Regions from separate parts of the Hordeum vulgare genome. Here region 2 is linked to region 1. Evidence: chromatin contacts called from public Hi-C data. All regions are on one chromosome and are shown on one strand. Each heading gives the region's core, a stretch centred on a gene start, on an enhancer-like site or on the middle of the called end of the contact. The rest is flanking DNA. Distances are from core to core; before and after follow the strand shown. Region 1 has its middle 36 kb from the start of LOC123450298. Region 2 has its middle 300 kb from the start of LOC123447947.

Region 1 (3,474 bases), core at 873-3,372:
CGCATCGACGCATTTCAGTCCCAAATTTCAACCAAAAATGAATCGGCGTGAACTCGGAACAGACGTGTTTTAAAAATGGATCGACGCGTTGGGCCATTTATTTTATCCGCGTCGATCCAAAAAAAGACGACGGATGAAATGGATCACCCCATTAAAATTTACTTTTACAGCTACATCGGATCTCGTGGACAAACAAGAAAGTTCTGACAGTCCGGACTACAAACTCGATCGATAACTACAAGTGCGGGTCCTATTCCCTGCCTTGGTCAACAAATATGGACCAGCCAACTGAGCGTGGCTCGGATGGTCAGGTTTATTGTGGTAGAAACAACCTATCATTGTTCAAGTTTAATAATTTGATATTGATGGTTTCATTTTTTTAGAATTATTAGGAAATGTGTCCGTGTGTTGCAACATGGAAATTGTTTACCACACGCTTGTAGTCCAACGCGGAAATGACACATAAGCAAAATTCAGTATCATCATTTCCCTCCTCTATTTCAATATGGTACCCATGTGGTGGTCCTACGATGGACCATTTTTTTGGTCTGCTTTCAAATTAGTGACCCAAATATGCGAGAACATCTCATTAAGAAATTTTAACCTTTGTATAATCAAATAATTGAAAACATAAACTTTTTCTTCCCATTAAAATGATGATTATTTTTAACCTCAGACCTTGTTGTCTGCCTCAACTCAGGACAAAGAACAACAAATATAATTTGCATAGTTAGAAGAGCATCCATAATATAAAAAATTAAGATGTAAAAGTAACCTACCACGTTCAGGGGCTTCGGCCAGTTGTGTGTATAAATTTGAAGATGCAAGCGTTAAAGATGGAAGACCGTAGATTCATGAATTGAGCCATTGAATACACTATTTAACAGCAATAGCCTAATATTTGCCTGCACCATTATCTAGTAAAAAGAACAATATGCTAGTAGTATCTCATTAGAAAGTTTTGGGACTTATTTCAAAACTTTTAGACTTGAACCATGTGCTATAATTTTGTCTCTTAACAAACTCTTGTTTGTATCTAAAATGCAGCTACAGAAATAATCTACCACACTAATTAAAAACTCAAATTAGAGAACATAATTAGAAAAGAGCTTCTACCAAAATTGTATACCCATTTAACAAAGCAAACTGGCAAACCTGCAAATGTGTCATACAATTTAGGAGCAATCAACGTAGGGAATGCATATGAGTTTATTCTAGAAAACACATATCTCCTCTTAGGCATAAAAACAGACACATCTTGGGCAGAACTGCAGCACAACTCAAGTACTAACATTGAACAAAATAATTTCTCTTTGATCTTCAGATCACAAGCCGCAAGAGTAGCTTTGGTACGAAATACATTTTTTTTTACTGGAATGCTTCAGTAAGAAATCAACCAGGAAGAGAAATTGAGGTGGTAAAACACATGACGATATGTGCAAGTACAACACACGTGTAGGCAAAATTTCCAAACACACACCTGCAGGCGCTTCACTCGTGTATAGAAAGCTCATAATTATTTGCCCGTGTTGGAAGGCAAGCGCTAATGGCCATGTCAAGACAGAGGAACGGGAAGATGGGAACGACGCTAGAAGGTAGTAGAAGCTAGGAAGCACGGGGAAGGTGCCCAATCGCTAGCCGGCAACGGCGCTCGGCCGTGTTGGATACTGCGCGGAGAGGCAGAGAACTCACGGCCACCCGGACATCACACTGGTGACGGGAGGTTGCTGCGGCGGTAGAGCACGAAGAAGATGCACAGAAGGACGGGGCCGCAACCCTCTTGCTGACCAGCGATAGCCCAGTACGACAGGGGATCCGGAGTGGCAGCGCTCAGCCGGCGGGCAGACCTGATAGGTGGATCATGTTCGCTGGAGTGGTGGATCCCATCGCACCCGTGCTGTGGAGGCCGGAATTCCGAGGCGCAAAGGATGACGAGCAGGGTTGCGGCATAGTGGGCTGAGCTCCGGCCTCGCCGCGCGGACGGCGACTGATGTTGTGGTGCAGGTTTGGTGGAGAAAAGGGATCGAATGTTGATGACCTAGTTGGCGTTGTCCTGGGCCATTCTTGCAGTTGGCCTCGACGCAGGCGAGGCCCAGATCTCACGGCTGCACAAGACAGGAGGATGATGGGGTTAGTCGCTGTCGGCCTAGGCATGGCTCTTCTGTCCTGAGAGATCGTGGCAGCCGGCCCGCCATCCTGTTCGCGCCGATTCAACGAGATGCCCCAAACATTTTGGGCCAGCCCAACAATATGGATTAAGCTTTCGCTTTTGGAAAGGCACTAGAACTTTGTCGGACTGTATATATACCTTTGTTTTTTCTTTTAATTTTTCATTTCTATTCTTTTTTTTATTCTCAATCCACAAACATTTATTTGAATCCTGAATATTGTTTGTTCCTTAAATTTTAAAAAATGCTCATCGAATTCAGCATGTGCTCTCCAAATTTGTTTAACATGCATTAATATATTCATAAAAACAACAATCTTCATCATTTCTTAAAAGATGTTCATGAATTTCAACAAACTTATTCATCCAATTCAAATTTGAAAGTTTGAACTTTTTTGAATTCAGGCACAATTTTTTTAAATCCTGTGAACACTTTTTCAATTTACGGAACATCTTTTTCAAATTTGGGTACATTTTCTAAAGCCAAGAACATTTTTTTAACTCATGAACAGATTATGAATTCATGAGATTTTTATTTAATTCATGAAGATTTTCAAATTCAATTTTATACGAAATCCTGAAACATTTTTAATGAAGCAAGAAAACAAAAAAAAGGAAAAATAACAAGGGGCACCCTGCCCCCGGGCTGCCCCCAAAGTCACAGCTGAAGCGAGCGTGGTTGTATGCAGTGGCGTACCCTGAAATTGAGGTTCGCCAGGGCGCTGGATGATGATGGAGCTTCATTGTGCTGCGTCGAAGGCCGCTAGGCACGGGAGATACCCTTCTCCATCGTCGGAGAGCCAGTGCACAGCCGCCCCGATGGTGGATCCGCCACTCGGTGTATGTTACCTGGCTTGCGATCATGTGAGTTGGGAAATAGAAGCTTCCTACTGCAAGTACGCACAACCTCCCTCCAAGAAAAGTACTCTTTCTATAAACTAATAGAAAAATATTTAGATTATTACTTTTGTGGTCTAAACGTTATTATATTAGTTTACGGAGGGAGTACTTGACAAACCTTTTAAAGATTTTTTTCATGTAACCCTTGCTAACATATATTATTATTAATTAAATATTATGGGCTCACTAAATGTTTTTTTAAATATTGCATTTTTTATTATTTTAAAAAATATTGCACAAAATTCAGATTTTTCAAAACTAATACGGCCTCGGCTTAGGCGTGGCCGATTGGAACCTATCGGCCTAGCCAAGACCAATAAGTCCCAATCGGCCTTGGTTAGGCCGATAGGCGTGTGAGCCTGGCTTCCAGGACCTTATTGGCCTTGGCGAAGCCAATAAGCTCATGT
Region 2 (3,529 bases), core at 38-2,537, 320 kb after region 1:
CCTGAAGATGGGTCAGTGGATCGATGATGATGGCGGCTTCTAATGTGTGCATGTGGTGTGCACTTTAGGTATGTTGCACCGGTTGTTGGTCCCGATACGTTATGTGGATGGATTAACGACAACACCGATTTTAGATATAGGGAGTGAGAGCATTCCACATTATAGAGTTTGTAGGTGTGAGTGATGCCTTTCAAATGGTTTGATTTAGAGGGTGCTTGGATACGTTTTAGTCCCATGACTAAAAGTAATGAGACTAAAACTTGCTAGCCTCACCCACGCTCGAATCCAAATACTAAAGAGACTAAAATCAAGTTAATGAGCATTTATTATCCTCCAAACCCTCCAATCCAGAACTTGATTGAGGAGTTAAATGAGGAGAGAGAGGACTAATGGACATTTTAGTAGGGGTACCCCTCACTAAAAGATTTTAGACTCAAAACTAGTTTTAGCATCTCTTTAGTCAGGGGTGCTTGGAACTTTAGAGGGTGCTTGGATACGTTTTAGTCTCATGACTAAAAGTAGTGAGACTAAAACTTGCTAGCCTCACCCATGCTTGGATCCAAATACTCCCTCCATCACAGTTTATAAGGCGTGCATGTGTATCTAGGTCATCAGTTTGACTTATATAAAATATATTGTTTAACACAAAAATTATATCATTAAAAAATAGAACATCTAAAGTTTCTAATGATATATTTTTTGTAATATATGTTTTTTTATTAAGTTGATTAAATTGACGACCTAGATACACGTGCAAGCCTTATAAACTGAAACGGAGAAAGTACTAAAGAGACTAAAATCAAGTTAATGAGCATTTATTATCCTCCAAACCCTTCAATCCAGAACTTGTCTGAGGAGTTAAATAAGGAGAGAGAGGACTAATGCACATTTTAGTAGGCATACCCTGAGTAAAAGATTTTAGCCTCAAGACTAGTTTTAGTCTTTCTTTAGTCAGGGGTGCTTGGAACTTTAGCCTCTTAAAGAGACTAGTTTTAGTCCCTTGGATCCAAGCACTCTCTTAGCCTCTTAAAGAGACTAACTTTAGTCAGACTAGTTTTAGTCTTTTGGATCCAAGCACCCTTTTATGTTTTTGCTAGACCTTTGTAAAATAATTAATAAAAATGGCTGCATGTATTGATTGATACAAAGGTAGGTGGTTTAATTTTTCTTTTTAAAATACGCTAATGTGTGGACCCGCAGCATTTAGCCGGCCCAACTACGGCAGCCCCGGCACTACCATTACACGTGCCGCCGCCGGGATCCAGCCCACCATCCGTTCGGCGATTGGCCTGCTGGAAAGAAATCAGCACCGCTGACAAATGGGCCCGCGAACAGCTACTTTTTGACGGCGTAGATGATGGTAGGGCCCATCCTAAGCGTCCCTACATGGATCCATCTCCATCCACGGTGGGCAAGCACATGCATGATCCATATTTTCCCAGTGTTTGTCATGCACTAATCTCACGCTGGCTTAAAGCCTTAAACACATGGGTCAATGGGTGCTCACGTTTCACGTACATACAGATACAGCGCCAGCGACAGAAAGCCAAACTTTCAGCGTGTTGCTGACCAAGCACGGATCGATTGATCGATCGATCGATCGACGGCTGGCTAGCTAGCTAGCTCCCACATGCATGGGCGATGCGTCGTCATCTTTTTCGCCGACGGGCAGCAGCCGCACACCTGTTCTGCCCTTTTTCGAGATGGCCATATATACCACCTGCTCTCCTTTAAAGCTTTGGACAAAAAGCCTATCTATCTATCCATGTGTGCATGTGTGGATGACCAGCGGTTCAATGTGCTGCTCACTCGACCGGTCTCGCTACCTCTTCCTTTACGTCCATCTGCACGATTCGCGTCGTCCACGGGACGACCTGGAGCTACGTGTTCGTCACAGGGCCGGTAACTCGCAATGCATGCATATGCATTCCATGTGGAATCCCGATTTGATGCCCTGATCGACCTGCTAATGGCATCGGGTGGTAGATATATACAATCAACCCTTTCGTCAAAGGGTCGACAGCCAGCCGATTAAAGTTGATCACAGTCGATTACCACGTCACGGTCGACAGGATGGATAGCGGTATCGGGTGACTGAAAAGATGGCGGCCAGCCCCCCGCAAAAGAAAGAAAAGGAGATGGCTGAGAGTGTGTGTACGTAGGTGGTGGCCAGTGCCAGATGCATATAAGTGCATTCAGCTGGATCGATGCCCTACATTGCTAGCTGAACGTAAACGGACTAGTGCTTTTCTTTTAAGGAGTGGCACGTTCCGATGCGGTCTATGCTTCAGCCCGCCGGCGATGGGGAGCCACCAGTTTGGATGGCCATCGATCACTTGTCGGCGGACAACTTCTACAGAAAACAAGATCTTGGCATAACACCACTAAACATAATATCTTAGAGGATATTTCTGATGCTCATACTGTATATCTAATAATACCGTAGCATAGGTATCATTCTTTCGGGCAGGACTCGCTCCATATAATAAAATATCTTTGTGCCTTTGTGAACGTACCAACAGCTTAGTGGGTACCTAAACTATCAGGAGTACACCATATGTAGATGATGATCGGAAAATCAAGGAGAGGCTGGCAGCAATTTAGCCTACAAAATCAATTGAAGCTGCCAAATTAATGCATGCCTACGTGGCTGGATGGATGGCCATGAGAGCAAGCAAGTACCTATAGATAGATCTTCGTTTCCAATCGACTATCTTAGAATCATGTTCTTGCTTGACAATGGACCCAAACACGCAAAGCTTGCTTTTCTCTATATGTAATCATCATGATAAATTGATAATCCATGTTTATGCATCATTTGGCAATAGTTAATCAAATAGGACCTCCTTTTGTTGCCTGCTTTTATGAGAAGAGGCTTACATGATGCGAGTGTACAAGTAACTTGTATTTGTTTTATAGTACAATGAATATATTTTGCCCACTTCATGCTTAAAAATACTTAAGATTTCAGATGTGATTGCAATCTCCAAGATGTGTGTTTTTGTACAAAGATGATTTTGAAGTTAATTGCACATGTTTGGTTCCACGTCCTCTAGGACATCATCTTTGTAGTAGCCGTGGTTAAAGGACCAAGTTGTTAACCAATGGTGGATGGGGGAGGTGACTAATAAATGTTTTATGTAATTTCATTTTCTTTACCCCTAAGTTTCATATCCTTACAACACTTACCCTATTTAAGAGAAAATCCTCCAGTTTACTCCGTTTAACCAATCATTTGCTAGATTTTACTCCTATTTAATTGTGCTTGGAGTTTATGTAGCAATGCTTATGCCGTGTGTTATATAAATAGTTTTACGAAAAGAAGGCAAAACTGAACTTGAGGTCCACATCATTTTATGGATGCGTACACATAATCAAAACAAAATTGAAGAGATCGTTAGCTAAGAGCTTCTATTGTTGCGATTGATTTGCACTTGGCTAGCCGAGTGCTTCTATTGTTGTGTGCTATAGATTCCGGTAGGTATCTTCGATTATTCATAAAAGGGAGCAAAAATGCACTCCCTTCTTA

The links. A called contact is a pair of places that touch in the nucleus more often than the background predicts.
Region 2: a Hi-C map of leaf shows a contact between it and region 1, with 7 times the contacts expected there. The contact joins two enhancer-like sites. A contact is called at or near these places in 3 of 6 Hi-C or Micro-C datasets (leaf and seedling).

The regions. Positions count from the first base shown.
Region 1 is chr4H:82,107,674-82,111,147 of MorexV3_pseudomolecules_assembly, forward strand. No RefSeq gene overlaps it. Among protein-coding and RNA genes, the nearest start is that of LOC123450298, 36 kb to the left of the region's middle. Within about 2 kb of position 2,123, at least 3 of the 3 cell types and tissues checked have open chromatin away from gene starts, as enhancers often do. A contact at or near this core is called in leaf, where this site is marked.
Region 2 is chr4H:82,428,439-82,431,967 of MorexV3_pseudomolecules_assembly, forward strand. No RefSeq gene overlaps it. Among protein-coding and RNA genes, the nearest start is that of LOC123447947, 300 kb to the right of the region's middle. Within about 2 kb of position 1,288, at least 2 of the 3 cell types and tissues checked have open chromatin away from gene starts, as enhancers often do. A contact at or near this core is called in leaf, where this site is marked.